Linked DNA regions of Mus musculus: regions 1, 2, 3, 5, 6 and 7 are each linked to region 4. The links are chromatin contacts, called in public HiChIP or PLAC-seq and promoter capture Hi-C maps. All regions are on one chromosome and are shown on one strand. Each heading gives the region's core, a stretch centred on a gene start, on an enhancer-like site or on the middle of the called end of the contact. The rest is flanking DNA. Distances are from core to core; before and after follow the strand shown.

Region 1 (2,700 bases), core at 6-2,505, 2.3 Mb after region 4:
TAATAGAGGGATTTCCATGGACTGACTGGGAGTAAAGAGGCAGAACAAATAAACACAATGGCTGCTTCCCAAAGAGGGGAAGGGACAATGGACAGTTAAGGAAATCTGCACGTGAACTACAAAGTAGATTAAAATGCATCCATGTTCAATTCCCCAAATGTAATGAAGTGGAAAATAATACTTAAGTATTTTTGGGTTATCAAAAATCTCCAAATGGGTCAGCAAAGTTAAGTGCGTGTACACAGTACAGGGGTGTTGTAAAAAGCTTTTTAAAAAAAAAAAAATCAAAACTTCAATTTAAGGGCAAAAACACAAAAACTACCTCGAGTCGACCTGTAGATCAACATTTTTAATTATAAAGTTTACAAACGGGCAGTCCTCCTCTTTGTAAACGACTAATCAAAGAAACACACCACTCTCTCCCCTTTGCAAAATTTCTTAAAAGGCTTGAAGTAGGTACAAAGGGCAATACTACGACGCGCACCACGAGGCATGTGGGTTGAATAGATGGTATTTTCCACCTTGGGGGCCGAAGACGATCGGAGACCGCGGTGTGGGAAGGGGCAAGGAGGCCAACATCCCTAGCTGACAGGTGACAGCCGCCTGCTCCAGAACTGCCTGTTGTCGCCTTTGAAACAAACTTGGAGCTCCTCTGGCCGCCACTCGGCTCCTCCCTAACCCCAGTCCGGCAGGCAGCGGCTTCTAGAACCCTCTAGCCCTCTCAAACACTTCCTGCTCCTCGCCAACTCCGGCTGATGGAGCCGGGCGACCAGGCCGCTCACTTACCACAGCGCCCGCCCCTTGGGGGCCGTTCGGGGTCGTATCCGCCATGGGAGACACTCGGGAGCCCGGGACGCTGCAACAGCAAAGAAGAGCAAAACGTCAGTGCGGGGCGACGACCCTCCGACCTGCTTTCAGAGCCGGCAGGAACCCCAAACCCCCGGAGGAACGGGCCCTCCCGGACGCGTGCAGCACACAGCCGCAGAAGTCCCCCTATGGCGGCCCGGTAATACCTGCCCCGCTCGGTCCAGACCGAAGCTGCCTTTCTAGAAAGACCCAAGCGAAGGCGGAGCTTCGGAGAAAGGCCTTAAAGGGCCGATCGACGCCGCCGGTTCCCGGGGTTGCAAAACCGGAAGTGATCCTTTCGTTTCCACGTGAGTCAGGCGGGACGTTGAGAGTCACCGGGCGTGGTTTCCGGAGGCATGACGGGAAATGCAGTTTTTCTCCTTGTTTTGGTTCCACCTTCCCTACGAGCCAATTGGCACGGAAATGTTAAGTAAAACCACCGAGGCAACTTTCGTCTTAACCGGCACTCAGGCGATTTTCCTCGCTGGCTTCCGAACCTCAAAAATCTCTCTACTTCCATATACAGAAGCTTCAGAAATATCTATGATCTCTCCAGATAGCGATTCACCAAACCCTGTGATTTAGTTTTCTTATTTCAAGCACTAGTGAAACCGGCTATGTGACAGACGCTTGGAGGAAAAAAAAAAAAAAAGAACATAACACTGACCTTCTCAGAGACAATAGAGCAAAAACGACCACAAGCTGAGTTAATCAGGGGTTTCTGGAAAAGTAATTCTGGCCATAAATCTTGAAGGGAAAGGAAAAATTGTATATGAAAAGGGAAGGAGGTTCCAAATAAGAGAACAGAGCAGGTAAAGTAACAGAATGAATCAGGACAGTTCGGTGTGAACTGAATGAATGGGTCTGGGGGGGGGTGAAAGATTTGAACTGCTGAGAGGCAGGGTGTGTGGCAAGAAAAACATTACATGAGGGCACGGGAGGGGTTGGAAGGAAAGGGGAGAAATGATGAAGTTATATTTTAATTAAAAATATTTTTAAAGACTTATTATGTATACAGTGTTCTGCCTGCATGTATGCCAAAACTTCTGAACTTAACTCTGCAATCTAGGGAGCCAAGCTACAACTTTAAGCAGAAGTGTGACATCATCTATATTAGAAAGATCATAGGGAGGCCATTGCACACAACTAGGGAGAGCAATGAAATCCTGAATTGTGTGATGGTGTGGGAGAAAAGAACAGGAAAGAAGACTTGAATGTGGCTTCCATAATTTCATGTCTGGCTAGATAAAAGGTATGCAGGGGTGGGGGTGTCGTCTGCAGAGACCCGGAGAAGAGGCATAGAGAAAAATGAAAAAGAAGAACAGAAGAGAGAGGTGGAGGACAGGAAGCTGACTACAGATCTATACTCCAACTTAGGAACCGAGTATCTCTAAGCTCCTACTCTCTCAGAAGTACAATTGCCTTTATGATTCATGGCAGCCTAGGCGCCAGTCAGCTGCTGTCTAGGAGTCAAAGGATGCTCGGTAGAATGTTGTAAACTTTTCTTCTAAGGCCAATGTCCACATTCAGGTCCCCACAATCTCCAGTCTAGATTCCCTATCACCCAAGCTCAGCTAACACATTATCTTCTCTGCATTGCTGGAGTATAATTTGTCCCCTATTTTAGAATATTTATCATTGTCTAATATTTCTTTTTGATTATTTGTTTAATCTGGCTCTCCCACCATGTATGGGTAGTGTGTGTGTTTGTGTGTGTGTGTATGTGTGTGTGTGTGTACATGCACACATGTGTATCTTGGTTTACCTGGGGTGTCAAATACAACAGACTGAGTAGTTTAAACAACGCAACTTCTTTTTCCTCACAGTTCTAGATGCCTGGAAATTCTAAATCAT
Region 2 (2,700 bases), core at 32-2,531, 2.6 Mb before region 4:
AGTCATGTTTCAAAGGTCAACCTTTTCTTGGTGTCCAGTGTTGTCTAAATCCCGTTTTTTGATATCCTTTATATCCTGATGGATGTCATTTTGCACTATTAACTTACACATTGCATGGTCACAGAAGCATGCATTCCTGTAAGCCTTCCTTTACCCAGGCAGAACAGCAGAACTCTCATTCTTTCTTCAAACTCTGCAGCTATCGCTCATGTATGTGACTGTGGACAAGGCATATCTATCTATCTGTCTGTCTGTCTATCTATCTATCTATCTATCTATCTATCTATCTATCTATCTATTTTTCTATCTATGCCTCTCAGCACTTTCTAACACTCTTAATCCTAACATTACATATTGGGTTGTAATCACCCTAATTGTTATGGCACCTTCTCATGACAAGGCTCATTCTATCACGAACTTTCTTTTTTTTGGATTGAAATTACAACTCAAAGAATTTTGGGTTCACTCCTGTGGTAAATGTGTGGGTATAAACATGGGTTTTCTTTACCAGCAGGTTGTTTTGTTTCTTAGCTTGGATAATGAGTCTTTGGGTTGCTTAATAATATATAGCTGAACTTTGCCTTTCTATGAGTTCTGTCTTGGATTGCGTTTGCTGTTTGTAAACGGGGGGGGGGGATCCAATCTTTTTTTTTTTTTAAAGATTTATTTATTTTATGTCTACGAATACACAGTAGCTGTCTTCAGACACACCAGAAGAGAGCATTCGATCTCATTACAGATGGCTGTGAGCCACCATGTGGTTGCTGGGAATTGGACTCAGGACTTCTGGAAGAGCAGTCAGTGCTCTTAACTGCTGAACCATCTCTCCAGCCCCCCACCCCACATCTCTTCTTAAAATAAAAAAAAATTAAAAAAAAAAAGTAACTTTAATTTGTCTTTGAGGTCAAACTCTTTGACTAGGAGACTGTCAGATCTCTGGGGGAAAGGCCCTGGGTTCAAATACAGGCTGTGACTATTACTAGATGATTTTCTGCAGTGAAGAAAGTTTATGAGATCTGTCTCTGAACACAGTCTCAACCGAGCAAAAGTCTGTAAATCTTCCTTCAGCAGCAAGCGGATGGGTAACAGACTTCCCCTCAGTCTCGACCGCCCCTCCCCCCCCCCCCCCCCCCCCAAAAAAAAAGAGGGAAAAAAAACTTGCTCTTTTTTCTACAGGAGAAAACCAATGGCTGAGGTTTTGCACATGCGCACAAGGACTTTGAGCCCGCCCGCCGGCCCCGCCCTCCAGAAAGTCACGTGGACGAATCGGAGCGTAAGCCTAAGGTTCAGGCCTGTCACGTGACAGGTATCTCTACTTCTCGGGGATGGAGCCGGAAGAGGGGACGCCGCTTTGGCGGCTACAGAAGCTGCCTCCGGAGCAGGGCGCCGGGGTGAGGGGTTTGTGAAGGGCACGGGAAGGCCGGGGTCCGGACTATTCTTCTTGGGCCCCTGGAGACACAATGGCGGCCTAAGGACTTTACGCGGTTTAGGAATGGCCCAGGCCTGGGTGCGTGTGGGGTCTTCTTGCTTCTAGAAAGCTCGGGTGGTAGAGCCCGAGATCTGCTGCGTCCGCAGTCTTTGAGTTCAGGTCTCCCGAACGCCCCTTTCTGTGTGAGGTCCGGCGGATGCAGTGAGGAGTCGAACCCGGTGGGACCTGTTCCCTGGAGGGCGGGAGGAACCAACTCCTAACCAGAAAAGGAGTAGCCACTCAAGTTTGGCCAAGAGGTGATCGCAGCCGCTGAAAACAGCTCACCCATAAAGCCAGGCTTGTGGAGACCAGAGACAGCCAACCAGGGTTTCTTGCAGCACACCCAGGGTCCAGACCTCTGTGAAAGTGATTTGATGGTGGCACTCTGCCCTGCTCAGGCTTTCAGAAGTCTCCACTGTGGCCCTTCTACCCAAAGTCGGCTTCAGTTGTAGATGAAAGAAATTTAACGCCACTCCCTCCGTTCTTTAGAAAATGTACTTTAAACATTTTCTTTGATTTTACAAATGAGGACAGTGAAATATGTCAGCCACAGGTTTCCAGCAAGCCAGGGCCAAAGCTCAAACCTATCTATGGACTGTGTCTCCTAACTTTCAGGGTGTCTTTCCTCCTATATAGAGATGGCCAAAACATTTGACTCCTGAATCTGAGAGCTGAGCCAGCTGTCTTCTTCCTGGGCCTCTGCCTTTTGCCACAGCTATGGGAAATCCCTGGTTTGGGTCTCCACTCCCTTTTCACAGCATTGGTTGTTGTGGTGTCACCATCCTTCTTTACCAGGCCACTCTATTTAAGAAACTCTGGGTTTCATCCTTGGACCTCCCCTTTTCAACCTCCTTTACCTGTTTATGGTCTCTGCCTCTATAGTCTCACACTTACTCCTGCTCACAATATCTTGGCAAAGTTTTGGAAAAATAATGTAATTACTTACAGGAAAGTTGAGTGCAGATTAAAGCCTTCACTCCTTTCTGTTGTATGCAAGGCCTTCTGTGATTTGGCCCCTACTCGCCTTTTCAAAGGTCCTCTGCCCTTTCACCCTTGTCTGCCTTTCCAAAGATGCAATTCCCACTCCTGCGCTGGGGTTTTATTTCCAGTCCTGTGTGCGGGCACATTGCGTTGGCTGGGAATGCCTAATGGCCACTCATCTTTTCAATTCAGCTCTTTCCTTGTTCCTTTGCACCCGTCATAAACACCTTTTCTATCCCCTCTCCTCTACC
Region 3 (2,700 bases), core at 85-2,584, 2.1 Mb before region 4:
TTACTGATAGGCTGTACGCCCTGTGCTTAAGAAGAGATAAACACAGGAATGGCAAACAGCCAGCATCAGACTCCAGATTACAGTCCATAGGAGAAGAATATCAGAGATGAAACTATGGGAGGTCTAATAAATCCCACCAGGCAGCAATTCAGAATGCACACTCCCATAGGGCTCATAGCTCTTCACTTTATAGACAGATACTACATGCCTTCCTTTGGAAAGAAAAAAAAAAATAAGAGATTGAATTAATTAAAGAACCACCACCCAAACTCTTCTCTTACTTTTCCAAATGTTAGCACCCCACTAGTCCTAAAAATTTGAACAAGTCACTAGTGTTCTAAACAGAACACAATATTATGGAAATTACTTATGTCATTGACACATGTCATTTGGAAACAGTTCTGTGCATTGTATTAAAGTAAAGTACACCCCTCAATAATTAGTAATTAGTGTGTGTTTTTTTTTTTAAAAAGGCCTGTTCCAAGTATTTGGTTTTTTTCCCATAAAACATTAAACACTGTTTAGGGTTCTCTTTTAAGTTGTGAAGGAAACCACCTCTCTCTGTCTCTGTCTCTGTCTCTGTCTCTGTCTCTGTCTCTGTCTCTGTCTCTGTCTCTGTCCCTCCCTCCCTCCCTCCCTCCCTTCCTCCCTGCCTCCCTCCCTCCTATCCTTCCTCACTCTCTAATATTCTCTTTTGCTCCATCCCTCCCACCCTCTCTCTCTTTATCCCTCTCCCCACCTTTCCCTCCATCCTTCCACGTTCCCCCCCCCCGCCTCCCCCTCTCTTTTTTTTTTCTCTTGCCAACCCAGCCACCTTTGCCTCCCCCATAAAGCTGTCAACTTCTGGAATTCAATCAGTTCCATTCTGAAGGAGAAGGGTTTCAAGAAGTAGCAGTCTGTTTGCCCATAGTTCCCAGGTAGAGTTGCAAGGGGAGGGGTTGGAGGGGTGGGACACAAGTGTGCCTTGAGTCGGGTAGGGCAAAGAAGGAAAATCTGTTATCTTTAAAACAGTTCTCTCCCCACAGATACCTTCACAGTATTCTCCTTAACTGTCCAACAGTTTGGCAAGTCTGCCCAGGTAGTAGAATCTTCCCTTCCCTTAGTTGTCAGGCCGCCCAGCATCCTGCCCCCCCTGCCCTCCCCCGTCCCTCCTGCCCCGTCCTCCCCCGAACTCGAGGTCCCATAGACTGTGGTACCTACAAGGGTTCTCTTCCCTTCGCCAATACCTCCCACCGCCACGCCCCGCAAAGCCTCTCATCCCGCCCTTTCTCCACCTACATTCTCCGCAGTGGGCACCGGCAAGTCCTCAAACAACCTATGAGAAAGGCTCTTCATTGTTTCCAGCCAAACCCTGGTAAAGGGAGGGAGAAAAGCAGAAAGAAGAGAAGTCAGCCCAGGCCAGTGGCAGGGGACCCAATTGGGGTTTTGAAGTCGCTGACCCGGAGCAGGGACCAAGGACCGTGGGTGGCGTCCCCTGAGTTACAGGTTGGAACAAACTTGCCTAGCTTCGAGTGGCAGGAGCTCCCAAGTTCACCGGTGAGCAGCACTTGCAAGCTTGACAAGGTGCGGAGCTGAGCGCCGGGCTCTCGCTCGCACTGGGCGCGAGCGGCGAGGGAGGGGGCGGGCGCGCAGGTCCCGCCTCCCCTGGCCGCGTGCACACACACGCCCACCGCGGCTAGGCTGGAGGAGCGCGGGCGAGTGTGAGCGCGGGCGAGTGTGAGCGCGAGTGTGCGCACGCCGCGGGAGCCACTCTGCCCTCTCCTCGCACCCTGCCCAGGGCATCTCGAGAGGCTGGAAACGTGAACAGGCTTAAAGTATGGCATGTTGCGAAGATGGTTTCTGTCCAGAAGGTACCCGCGATTGCGCTGTGCTCCGGGGTCAGCCTCGCCCTCCTGCACTTCCTGTGCCTGGCGGCTTGGTGAGTTCGGTGGGGAGGTGGGGGGAGGGTCGTAGCATAGGGGGTGCATGGGGAAGGTGGGCAAGTGTCCAAATCCACAACACCCCTCTGGCCACTCTTCCTGGAGCGAAGCAGATCTTCCCTTCTTCAGTGCCATATGGGCTGAAGCCAAGCTTTCCTTTGACCGAGTAGACTCAGAGACCACTGGGAAGAGTCGGGTGCAGGAAGCGCGGGTGCTGGGGTACGTGCTGCCTAAAGGGTACTTGCAGTCTGGGGGGTGCCTGCTGCCCAGAGATACTCTTTTTCTGACCATTTTGGTTCTCCACATCCCAACCCCCAACCCTCCTTTAGCTTAAGACCAGCGACTCTTTCCCTAGAAGGCAACCCTTCTCCACCTGTTCTCAGATCCATTCTTAAAATAGTCTTTTCCACCCCTGTTATTTTTGCACTTGCAGTTTAAACGAATCCCCAGGACAGAACTCAAAGGACGAGAAATTGTGCCCGGAAAATTTTACCCGTATTCTGGACAGTTTGCTGGATGGTTATGACAACAGGCTGCGTCCTGGATTTGGGGGTACGGATTGTTTCAAAACATGCAAGTGTGCTCTGTCTGTCCGTCTCTGGTCTGCCTGTCTATTTGTGGAAATATTAGGTACGCCTCACGTGCAAAAATGAAAACCAGTCATTCTCTCGAGCGCCTCCCCCCTTTCTCTCTTCCTCTCCTCAGTGAGACCTATGACAAGAAGACCGCCTCCATCCGTACTTTCCCATCTCCCCGCCCCCTCAGGAGCTTGGCCTCCCCC
Region 4 (2,700 bases), core at 139-2,638:
TCTCACTGGGTACAACAGTTTTGTTGTTGTTTTGTTTTTTATTAATTATTTTATTTATTCACATTCCAAGTGTTGACCCCATCCCAGTACCCCCTCCACAAGACCCCAGTGCTATCACTCCTCTTCTTTGCCTCTAAGAGGATAGTACCCCACCCACACACCCACTCCCACCACACCCCTCTAGCATCCCCCTTCTCTGGGGCATCAGTTCTCTATAGGACCAAGCCCATCCCCTCCCACTGAGGCCAGACAAGGCAGTCCTCTGCTACATATGTAGCTGGGGCCACAGACCAGCCCATGCATGCTCTTTGGTTGGTGGCTTAGTCTCCGGGAGCTCTGTTGTTCTTCCTATGGGGTTGCCATCCCCTTCAGCTCCTTCAGTCCTTCCCCTAACTCTTCCATAGGGGTCCCCGACTTCAGTCTAGAGGTTGGCTAAAAGTGACTGCTGCTTACTTACTTTTTTTGACCTTTACAAAAACTGAGACACACGTTCAGAGTTTATGTCGGCTTCCTCTACCCCCTTAGAATTATTCAGTACAAACTACACAATACTATAATCTATGTTCCACTTTCTGAGATCATCCTGGGTTTCGGTTTTTCCTCTCTGCAAACTTAATTTTGATAAGAGTTCTTAGGATTTCAATGAACAGTTACTGTGCTCGCAAAGTAACACTGCACCTATTTTAAACCATCAGAGGGGATTATAACATACTCTTTGTTTGAAATGCTGAGACAAATTATCTTGGGGTGTTTCAATGCTTTATATGACCACTTATTACCTACTTTGTGTGTGTAACCTAGTAGGGAAATGCTCTTGGAACAAATAGAAACTTAGATGCCAGAGACATCATCAGGCAACAACTGAGGTATATAACAGGGATTTTCCATTTTGTTGGAGCTTTCTATCTGATGCTTCAACGCCTTTGAAAAGCATATTGTTATGATTTTCCCTTTGTTCTGTTACTAAAAATGCCCCATGAAACGATTGCATCTTTGGAAGAGAGTATTTGGGCTAATTGGAATCTAGTTCTCTAACCATAGGCATCCCTGCTTGACTCCAGAATAAACTCTTCTTATTCCTTTTGAGAGCCAGTTGATGATGTTGAGAAGAGTGAATAGCAAATATCTGGGGTGAAGTGATCGAGTAGGTCATATATCGTTCATTACAATCCTACAAGGAGTCTACCACAATTCAGCTTCTGAAGGACTTAACGAAAGAGAGAGGTGACAGGTGACTGACCCAAGGACTGTAGACTGCCCAGCACATCCCTTAGGTGGAAAAGCCACAGGTGATAGTGCTCCACTCTCCCCTGCCCCACCTTTGGCAGTACGCATGCGCAGCGTCCTCCCGAGTCCCTTCCTGTGTTTGTGTTTGCATCCGGGTTCTCAGGCTTCCTCAGTCCTCACCGGCTGGAGTCGCTGGCGGGTTGCTGGGTGTGTTAGCTCCGGCTCTTCGGTCGTTGGATGAGGCTGTAGGTCCGCCGGTGAGTTTAGGGGGGACACAGCTCCGAAGCGGGGCTTGGACGCGGCTCGTTGTCGCAGATTCCCGGACCCGGAGTGAAGTCTAGCAGGGCTTGGGCGCCCCTGCCTGACGCCCCTGAGCCCGGGGTGTGCAATCGGCCTTAGCCGAGCCACGGGAGGTTTCCAGCGCCGGTCCGCCCCCTGTCCTCACTCTGCCGCGGGCTGCTTAGGGTAGAGCAGTCCTGGCCCAGCGCAGGCAGATCTGGGGAGGGGGTTGCAGAAGCTCAGCACTGCAGCTCAGCACACCCCGTGCGTGGATTGTTGGGCTGCCCAAAGCTGTGAAAGTTCCGCAGTGTAGAAGTTACCTCCCCATAGAGAGTTCAGGGACTTGGGTTCAGCCAGTTTCCCTGGGGTGCCCTGCCCAAATGAATCGGCACCTGCAGTAAGCACTTAAAGACAAATTGGCGTTTGTTTGTTTAAATGCTACCTGGCCACGATGCCGAATCAGAAAGCATCCACAGTTGAGGTTTCTGATGACTGTAAAACAAGGAAAAGGAGCGTATTCGACATCTGAATAAAAATAATTTATACTGAGTGAGGGGGGTTCACTGAGAAATTTTGGAGGTGAACTCCCTTAAGAGCACTCCCTTCAGAGTAAAAACCAAACAATTTGCCTGACCTTTGGTTGCTTCCTTGCAGTGTTTCTCATTTTAGCTCAAGTGCATGAATACACTGTGATACCTAACTGGTTCTCTGACTCCTTTTAAGATCTACTGGAGCCAAGGAGAGGGGCCCAGAGTCTTTTACAAGTTATTATTAGTGATTCCATATGGATAAAACATTTGAAATGTGTTTTAAGTCCAGTTCCCTCCAAAACGTAATAGCTTTGTAACTTCTGCAGTATTTGAGTTGCAGTTTCTACCTCGAAAGTGGGGGATAACCAGAAATTCAGAAAGTATTAAGTTAATCGAATACTCTAAAGCAACAGGGTCAACTCATTAAATGTGTGCCTGTGGAGCCTCGTTTAGTGTTTAACACGGAGTGAGCCCTGGCACGTGTGAAAAACTTAGATATACCGGAGCGCTGTGAAGTTCTTTTTCTGGTCCTTACTGTTTTTTGGTTTTTTTTTTTTTTTTTTTTTTTGTTTGTTTGTTTTTTCTTCTGGTTGTTTGTTGAATAATCATATTAGAAGTACATATCTGTGAGAGCCAGCCGTTGTTTAGGAGTTTTGGATATAAC
Region 5 (2,700 bases), core at 14-2,513, 2.3 Mb before region 4:
TGACTCAGTTGTAGAAAACTGAGAAATTGGCAACTTTAATATCTTCTGCTACATTTGCCTCTAAATTTCTTAGTAATCTTAGTGCTTTCTCTTCTTAAAAATTATGTTTTGTGCCGGGCATGGTGGCGCACGCCTTTAATCCCAGCACTTGGGAGGCAGAGGCAGGCGGATTTCTGAGTTGGAGGTCAGCCTGGTCTACAGAGTGAGTTCCAGGACAGCCAAGGCTACACAGAGAAACCCTGAACATGTCAGTGTACATTTGTTTAATTCTCTCATGAGGGTTTAGAGGCTCAGTCACAAGAATGTTCTCTCCAGGGATTTCACACACAAGCCAACCATGTGAACTATGGATGCCGTAGATAGACATGTGTGTCTGTGCGCATACAAAATAGTGAAGAAGGATGGAAAAGGTTTCTAAAACTCCATCAAAAATTCATATGCTTACTTCATTTGTGTTTAACAACTCCAAAACCCCAATAGATACTAATAAACTTAATTTATATGTCTAGATACAGATTAAAGGCCAGTGTGAGCCAAGGGAACAGTGCTTGACTGAGTGGATACTTTTCTGGACAAATACATTTGTAGAGTTTCATAGGAGGAGAATGAATGGAAGAATTCCATAGACTGTCAAAGGTCCTTTTCTGATGGAGATAAAACTACCCACATGCAACTTCTAAAGATTTGATCTCTAATCATCTCAGTCATTTCCTGCTTGTCACCATGTCCCCTTTCTATGTTTCTGATTTTGACCTTCAAATGCAGTGAATGAGAAGTCACAGTGTACAGTCTGTATGTGGCACAGATTGCGGTGTGAGCCCAGAACTCATCCACCCCATCTCAGGACTTATGAGTTAGCACACCATCTATAGAAGCAATTCCAGACAATGCAACCCCTTCATTAAGACCACTGAGGTTTAATAATTGCATTCAAATGCATCCATCTCCTTCCATCTCAAGGTCAACCCCAACGTTCTTTTTCTAGCCTTTGTTCCACAGCCCTGGTTCCAGACAAGGAGTTTCCAAACTGCAGTGAGATTACTGAGTTGGTTTCTAACCCACCTGTTTGTCAAGACTTTTCTCTCAGACCTCTGGAAGGTCCTCTGAGGTCATTTTCATTTCTCAAGCCTAGAATGAACAAATAGAAAAGGCTCGGAGCAGCATGGGAGTTGAGCCAAGAGCAGTACTGTGAGCATCCATTTGTCCCTCCACCTACGCTCTGAGGGGGCAGCTGTGATGTCTCGATGGGATGAGAAAAGACTCAATATGCATGGCAATCTGGTGCTGTGCCCATGGGACCATCAAAGGAAAAATAGACCGTGTGCAGTCTTTCTCCCTAGAGAAAATAAGCTTTGTGCAGTTCTTGTGTCACAAATGCAGGTTGCCATCAGCAACCAGGGTACCCCCTTTATCAGAACAGTTGCAGAAAGTGAGGCAGGATAGAAGAGCAGAAAAAAAATCTTAGGAACCGGAAAAGGAGAAAGAAGCCCCTCATCCTGTAATCCAGTTGGAGTCCTTGCTAATGACGTAAAAATGGATTCCAGTGCAACACTTTTCTAGGAATCACACCAGAAACCCCTAGAGAGATAGAGGGAGGGAGGGGAAGAGAGAGAGAGAGAGAGAGAGAGAGAGAGAGAGAGAGAGAGAGAGAGAGAGAGAGAGAATGTACTACCCATTGGGAAATTTCCATTGGAAAATCCTAGTGGCATCTGGTTTTATTTTATTGGACTACAATTTCATCTAAAGCATCTTTGAAACCACCTCCTATCACTCTTATCAAGACAGAAGGGATAAATGGTTCATAGCAACCATTTGAGATGTATCACGAGAGCCATTAAGCTGAAATACATGGCCAGCACTAAGATTGTTAATTGCTTACTGTCTCTTGGAGAAGCCCGTGTCTATGCTTGGTACATTTCACTTTGTTCTACTTTGTGTCATAGGAAAGCATATAGCCTCCAACTGAATGTTTGCCTTGCTGTTTTCTTACCCCTCCTTCTTTAAACCATAATACTCAAGTCTATATTAAAACATCAGTATTTCAAAATCACCATCTCTGTTTCACTAAACTGACCAGTCTTGAAATCCTTTACATCATTGAATCCATGAATACCAGTTTGGCCTGAGCCTAGGGAAACTTCTCAGGCTAATGAGGGCAGCAGCATCAAGTTGTGTGTCTCTGTCCTCTCAACACTGACACATAGAAAGAATCGATGACTGGCCTTAACAGCAAAGGCAAGTATTCAAGCTTCATCATGTCCCTCTCTCTGCCCTAACCACTCCAAAAGATTTCTACTCATTACTTCTTCTCCTGACAATTCAACATTTGTGTGATATGCCAGGGTATTCAGGGAAGAAGTAGATTTTAAAGATAGACAACAAAATTTTGTGAATGAAATAATAGAAACATCAGACTTTCCCATTGGATAAATTATATCAAAAGAATGGCAGCAAGTGCTATTTGATCCCTAAGTATTAATCATTATAATACCCTTATGAGTTGAAAGACTCTGTATAAGGTGGACATTCACAAATCACTTCTTGAAGTAGAAAGGCAGCAGATGTATCTTTAAAGACATGGAGTGCCATAAGGAGAAAAACCAATTTCTCCCAGTATATGAATGCTTGAGACAGTTTGTTTGCTTTAGTTGCATAGTTTGTAGGCGATTGAGTGTGTGAGGACTTATGGAATACTTAAAT
Region 6 (2,700 bases), core at 41-2,540, 2.2 Mb after region 4:
GACTCTGGAAACAGCAAGGGAGAGGAACTCTTCCAATGGGAGAGATCTGGAAAATGAGAGGCCAAAGTCCTGGCCCCCAGGAGAAAATGGGTCACTTTCCCAAGACTGAAGGATAGCTCTGAATAAAAAAGCAACTCCAGATTGGAGAGATGAGCTTCATTCATCAAGGACCTGGATAATGATGAACGAGGTTGAAACCCAAGCTTGGGAAGAGGGGATGCAGGGATTGGGGTAGGCCTAACTAGAGGATGCTCCCTTTGAGACAGGAAGGAGTGACTGGCAGAGGCCGGAACCCTTCCTTGTGTTTGAAGAACCTTACGGGGCAGCTTCGGCAAATTACTGAGATCTTCATCACTGAATCCTTAGCCCGGTGGTGCCGGGTAGTATGAGCAACGCAAGGAAAGGGTGATCCCAGGCCACTTTGGTCTTGCAACGTATATGCATAGATAATATAATAATGTTCAAAGCAGTCACCATCCCAAAGGGAACCGTGGGATCATTTTGTTCCCTTGAATTGCACTGTCTACCAGCTATTTTACATTCTGAAGACCTATATGTAACCGTGCAATTCACTCACAAACTCCTCTGCGTGAATTTGCATATTTCCCTTTAGTCTTTCAGAGCCTCAGTTTTCAAATCTGGTCTTTCAGAGCCTCAGTTTTCAAATCTGTAGAATGGAAAGAAATGATGGCGCCTCTGTGCTCTCTCGCCCAGCTCCCTATGGAGAACAAGCGAAACAGTATGGAAGCACTAGGCCCTGAGTGCTTTCTGGTTCGGCCGCCAGACCTGGGACAGCAAGACCCTAAGGCAGGACAAACCTCCCAGCGGCCTGTGCCAAGTCCTTCGAGATGTTCTTTTTCGGGAGGGGGGCGGGGGGAGGGAGGTGTAGCTTCCTTCTAGAAGAACTTGCTGTCCCACCCTTGCACTCTGGCGACCCCGCCCTAACTTCTAGGTACCACCCCCTTCGTGCACTCCGAGAGTTGGGAGGTCACGCAGGAGGGCGCCGGGAACTCCTTTCCAAAGCTCGGACCCTGCGGACAACCGCTGCCGCCTCACGTCCACAGCCGAGAGAGCCGGGACGCCACCTCTTCCACCTGTCCCCACCGGGACGCCCTCCAGGTTCCGTTCCCCCACCGGGTCCCCTCGGGCCACGGGCTCCCCCTCCCCACCTCCCCCCACGACCCTGTCCGAAGCGCCGATCGCGCGGGCCGCCCGGGCCCAGGCCCCGCCCCGCCCCCATCATCATTAGCAGATATTACCCTAAACACTTGCTCCTTACCTCCTTTCTCCCTCCAGGCATTGGCGAGGCGGGCTGTCAATCAGCGCTGGGCGGCAGCCCCCCGCGCGGGGGCTCGGAGATGCCAGGCTCGGCGACAGGCAGCGGCGGCGGCGGCGGCCACGGCGCAGACACACGCCTTCCCGCCGGCGCGCGCCGGGGTAGAGCAGGCGGCCGGGCGGCCGAGCCACCTCCGGAGCCGCGCGCGGGGCGGGCAGGGCCTCAGACTCGGCATGGAGCCCGAGATGCAGGCGGCGGAGGAGGGGCCCAGCGCGCCCCGCATCTACAAGCAGCGCGGCCCCTACAGCGTCCTCAAGACGTTCCCCAGCCGGCGGCCGGCGCTGGCCAAGCGCTACGACAGACCCTCTCTGCTCGAGCTGTCGCCCGCGCGGCCGTCCCCGCTGCCGCCGCCGCCGCCGCCGCCGCCCTTCGCCTCGCTCGCCGCCGTGCCCATCAGCAGCAGCGAGCCGCCGCCGTTCCCGACGCAGCCGTCCTACCCGGCCGGGTCAGGCCGGGCCCCCGCCGCCGCCGCCGCCTCGTCGTCGTCGCCGTCCTGCACACCCGCCGCGCCCCCGGGCCATCCCAGGACTCCGGCGCCACCGCCGCCGCCGCCTCCGCCGCTCGCGGCCCCCGCCGCCTCGTCGTCGTCGTCCTTCGCCGCCGTCGTCAGGTACGGCCCTGGCCCGGCGACCGGCGCTTGCAGCAGCGGCGCGGGTAGCGACGGCGCCAGCCTGGAGCTCAGTGCAGGTACAGACTCCCGGGCCGCAACTTTGCGGAGCTCCGAAGGTGGCGTGGAGGGGGGGAGGGCGTGGGAATCGGGGGGTCCGGAGAGGCTGTGCGCGCTGTCCCCGTGGTCCCCGTGGGCCTCGGGAGCGTGCTACGCTCGGGCAGTAGTAACTTCTGGAAGATTCCGGGGCGCCGCGGTGACCCGAGCTTCCGACGGCGCGCGCGCCTTAACAGGTGGCTGTGGGGTGCGGGCTCCTGGCGAGCACCCGGGAGGGCAGCGGGAGAGCCTGTGAAGAGAGCAGGCCCTGGGCGGGGAGCTGGGGAGGGGACAGGCCCCGGGACAGCGGGCTGAGGCCACTCCGAGGAGACGCCCATTTTATTCCCGGCCACTTCACTTTTTCCCCCACGCCACACTTCCCTTTCCCGCCTGCCCGCCCGCCCGAGGTCTACTTGTCCTTCTCGGAGGTTCTTTGCCTGGGGGAGTGGGGGGAGCTGACCTTTGAAGATCCCGGCCCCAGTAGGGCAGACCTGGACCACTTGGGCTCCTCCTGGGGTCTCTGGGTTTCTTGTTCTCTGTGCGCTCCGGTGTCCATGGCGCACAGTCCCCCTAGCTTTATCCGCGGTTCTGCTGCTCTGGGTTGTGGGGTGGGGAGTGAAGATTTTTTGGCGTGGGCAAGGGGTCGCTGCACAGGAGCATC
Region 7 (2,700 bases), core at 21-2,520, 2.3 Mb after region 4:
GGCCCATTCTGTTCATAAGTGGCATACCGCCACCATGGGAAAACTAGCTACAGTATTCTGTCATTAACAACAAACTAAAACAGTGTATTGCAATCAATTCTTTTGCAACCTTAGAAACCAGCTTTTAATACGGTATGAATATATTCTACTTTATCTGCCCAGCACAGGAGTGTGTGACCGCTTTTATCAAAAAACCTGAATGGCTGCAGCTTTTGCCTTCCGATCCAAGTTTTTGAAGGGTGACTGTGAATGTTTGAGAAACGTTTCTGTAACCACTCTTTGCAAATCCCAAGAACCTGAGGGGCTCGGGTTAGCGGTGGATTTGGTCCTGTCCTCTCCTGGGCTCTGCTAGCAGTCCTCCGTGTCAAGCTACGGGAACAAGGGAGGTGAACAGAAACAGGACTTACACGTTTGATGCTACTTTAGAAACTCTCCAATAACTTGAATCTGACTGAGAAAGCAATGCTGACGAAGATGAAAACTCTCAATCCCACCCTGCGCCCAGGGTTATTTATGTACAGTTTCAGGAGACACTTTTGTCACCAAAAGGATTGTTCGATATAACCGCAAACTTCGGTGGGTTTCCTGTCCCCCAGACTATGCCCATTCGATAACTGTGAGAAGCCCTCACCTTAAGATCCGTATGTGACATCCACTTTGATTTAGGGAGATTTAAGAAAACGGGATGGCACTAAGAAAAAGTGTAGCGCAGGAGTACCTCACTCAACCTAAGCAGCAACAGAACTGCGGCGGCGGCCCAAGGGGACCCTCCAAGCTGGTGGAATCCGCCATTTCCCACGGCCTGTTTGGGTCACCCTGGGTCACCGCGATGTGCCCTAAGACCTCCGGGTCTGGAGGTCCGCCTCAGGGTGTCCCTACGCGGGTTGGCCGCTCCCCGGTAGCCGCGGCTCGCGGGGACACCTGTGAGGACCTTGCGAGACCGGCAGGCTCTGTCTGGGTTGGAGAAGGGCAAGCGGGCGGGCCAACTGCCGAGGCCAGGCGCGGCCTCCACCGGTCCGTCACTCACCCTGGCTGCGGCCGCGGGTCGCTGCCCGGCCGCCACCGAGCCTGCACAGCGCCGCCCAGCTGCACCTGTGCGCCGCGGCGGCGGCGGCCAAGCCCGGAAACATCCTGGCGGGGCAGAGGCCCCCACTCGGACACCACCTCCTGCCTCCGAGCCGCCTGCCGCGCCAACTGACTCCATAGACCGGACCCCGGCGAGCACGGATGTGTGCGCCGCGGCCGGCGGCCTCGGCGACCCGGAAGTCATGGGGGTGTGGCGCGACAGCGGAAGTGACGGAATATGCCAGCGGGGGCGGGGTGGGCGGTGCTTCTGGCCAGCACCGGGCCAGGACGGTGTGCGCTGCCGACTGTGCTGGGCATTTGTGAGTCCGTGTCGTGTCCCGGGAGACAGTCTTACGAAGCGCCGCCGGGGCGTGGGAAGCAGGAGGAGAAGGCAGGGTTTAAGCCTCTGTCCCCTTTCCTTTTGAACCCTCGGCACCGCTCTGTCCAACACCGTGGTCACCTTGCTGATCACTCAACCTCCGCTTCTCGGTCGTAGTATAACAAAATTAGAGGCGTGCATAAAATTTGAAGTCGCGGTACTATGTGTACGCGAAGATGGAGCAGTTTTTCAAACAGCCTGGTCCCAGAGAGAAAGAAACCTGAACACATTCGCCTGTTTTAACCATTACCATGTCAGGTTCATTCAGTTCTTAGCTTAAGCCTTCTTTCACCACCCTAATTATAATTAACGTGGTTCTCATTTTTAAATAGTTACCCTGTACACTTTTCTTCAAAATACCACTACTGAAATTATTGTCCCCCCGGAATAGAGAATAGCTATATGGACACTGGATCCTGTGCAGTATACGTATACTACTATATTCCAGGGGCTAAGTCAATACCTGTCTGGCCAGATAAATAGAATGGGATGCATGTCCAGTTGTTTTAAAGATTAATTTAAATCGCTTAGTGAAAGTACTGTAAAATAAAATTTTAAATGGAAAATGAGTGCACAGGGCCGAGGGAAGGTATAGGGAACTTTCGGGATATCATTTGAAATGTATATAAAGAAAATATCTAATAAAAAAATAAAGAAAATGAGTGCAAATCAGTAAATGGGGAGGAAACCCACCACTTTGAGTGGACTTGAGGCTCCCTTCACAGGAGGGAATCCACCTCTGGTAAGGTTAAGCAGGTCAAAAGCCCATGGCTAACAAGGTTGTGGTCTCTAGTAAAAGGCTATTGCAGCTATTTGGATAAATATATTATGGTCTGACACCCCTTCCCCCATAACTGTAGCCATTTTGTTCCATGCTTGCCAGTTATATTACTACTCTAACATGCCTGCCACTCACTGACCAAGAAGTGACTTGGCTCAAGAACATGCTGACCACATAACCATGGTTTTGTCCTGTATGTTCTGAATGTTATGTATGAGGTTTGCTAATCTTAAGAAATTCCATCAAATCAAAGGTCAACACGAACTGTTCTGTGTAAAACGGCTTGAGTTAGAGCTGACCACCGGACAGCCCTTCCTGCACCTACATATGAGCTCACTGTGGTTTTTGTGGCTGACAGTGAAGAATGCTTCTAATAAGCTAAAAAGTTATAACACTCATGCTCTGTTATCTCGATGTCCTGAAATTCCCCTGTTCACCATGCATCCCGACACTTTCCTTACCTTACTCAGGACCC

The links. Promoter capture Hi-C pulls out the DNA fragments that hold promoters and counts their contacts. HiChIP or PLAC-seq counts read pairs in DNA pulled down with a chosen protein or histone mark.
Region 1: a promoter capture Hi-C map of liver shows a contact between it and region 4, with 3 times the contacts expected there. The contact joins the promoter of Tmem33 here to the promoter of Gnpda2 in region 4. A contact is called at or near these places in 5 of 39 promoter capture datasets (the C10 cell line, hippocampal neurons, liver and 1 more).
Region 2: a contact with region 4 is called in an H3K27ac HiChIP or PLAC-seq map of cardiomyocytes, with 30 times the contacts expected there. The contact joins the promoter of Commd8 here to the promoter of Gnpda2 in region 4. A contact is called at or near these places in 11 of 39 promoter capture datasets (the 3T3-L1 cell line, the C10 cell line, the HPC-7 cell line and 6 more), 2 of 484 Hi-C or Micro-C datasets (cortical neurons and uterus), 6 of 115 datasets of contacts at active chromatin or transcription factors (astrocytes, cardiomyocytes, embryonic forebrain and 3 more) and 2 of 9 other capture datasets (adipose tissue and liver).
Region 3: a contact with region 4 is called in a promoter capture Hi-C map of embryonic stem cells, with 4 times the contacts expected there. The contact joins the promoter of Gabra4 here to the promoter of Gnpda2 in region 4. A contact is called at or near these places in 6 of 39 promoter capture datasets (cranial neural crest, embryonic stem cells, frontonasal cranial neural crest and 3 more) and 2 of 115 datasets of contacts at active chromatin or transcription factors (embryonic forebrain and stem cell-derived neural progenitor cells).
Region 5: a promoter capture Hi-C map of hippocampal neurons shows a contact between it and region 4, with 7 times the contacts expected there. The contact joins the enhancer-like site here to the promoter of Gnpda2 in region 4. A contact is called at or near these places in 5 of 39 promoter capture datasets (the C10 cell line, cranial neural crest, hippocampal neurons and 2 more) and 1 of 115 datasets of contacts at active chromatin or transcription factors (astrocytes).
Region 6: an H3K4me3 HiChIP or PLAC-seq map of embryonic forebrain shows a contact between it and region 4, with 5 times the contacts expected there. The contact joins the promoter of Bend4 here to the promoter of Gnpda2 in region 4. A contact is called at or near these places in 2 of 39 promoter capture datasets (cranial neural crest and hippocampal neurons) and 1 of 115 datasets of contacts at active chromatin or transcription factors (embryonic forebrain).
Region 7: a promoter capture Hi-C map of hippocampal neurons shows a contact between it and region 4, with 2.7 times the contacts expected there. The contact joins the promoter of Slc30a9 here to the promoter of Gnpda2 in region 4. A contact is called at or near these places in 4 of 39 promoter capture datasets (the 3T3-L1 cell line, 3T3-L1-derived adipocytes, the C10 cell line and 1 more) and 1 of 115 datasets of contacts at active chromatin or transcription factors (kidney).

Annotation. Positions count from the first base shown.
Region 1 is chr5:67,259,120-67,261,819 of GRCm38.p6, reverse strand. It overlaps Tmem33 (transmembrane protein 33), which reads right to left and starts at 1,255. Exons shown (of 8, transcript NM_028975.4): 1 at 1,014-1,255; 2 at 787-856. The coding sequence starts at 831.
Region 2 is chr5:72,166,770-72,169,469 of GRCm38.p6, reverse strand. It overlaps Commd8 (COMM domain containing 8), which reads left to right and starts at 1,281. Exons shown (of 5, transcript NM_178599.5): 1 at 1,281-1,391. The coding sequence starts at 1,326.
Region 3 is chr5:71,656,942-71,659,641 of GRCm38.p6, reverse strand. Gabra4 (gamma-aminobutyric acid (GABA) A receptor, subunit alpha 4) reads left to right here and starts at 1,334. Exons shown (of 9, transcript NM_010251.2): 1 at 1,334-1,918; 2 at 2,353-2,471. The coding sequence starts at 1,833. It also overlaps a transcript of Gabrb1 not described here.
Region 4 is chr5:69,590,992-69,593,691 of GRCm38.p6, reverse strand. It overlaps Gnpda2 (glucosamine-6-phosphate deaminase 2), which reads left to right and starts at 1,388. Exons shown (of 7, transcript NM_001038015.2): 1 at 1,388-1,484.
Region 5 is chr5:71,915,929-71,918,628 of GRCm38.p6, reverse strand. The region is part of intron 4 of Gabrb1 (gamma-aminobutyric acid (GABA) A receptor, subunit beta 1); the gene reads right to left. Among named protein-coding and RNA genes, the nearest start is that of Gm38562, 220 kb to the right of the region's middle. Within about 2 kb of position 1,263, at least 13 of the 459 cell types and tissues checked have an H3K27ac peak or open chromatin away from gene starts, as enhancers often do. A contact at or near this core is called in hippocampal neurons, where this site is marked.
Region 6 is chr5:67,426,389-67,429,088 of GRCm38.p6, reverse strand. It overlaps Bend4 (BEN domain containing 4), which reads left to right and starts at 1,290. Exons shown (of 5, transcript NM_001164806.1): 1 at 1,290-2,023. The coding sequence starts at 1,510.
Region 7 is chr5:67,305,525-67,308,224 of GRCm38.p6, reverse strand. Slc30a9 (solute carrier family 30 (zinc transporter), member 9) reads right to left here and starts at 1,270. Exons shown (of 18, transcript NM_178651.4): 1 at 1,028-1,270. The coding sequence starts at 1,130. RefSeq lists a cis regulatory region at 899-1,622.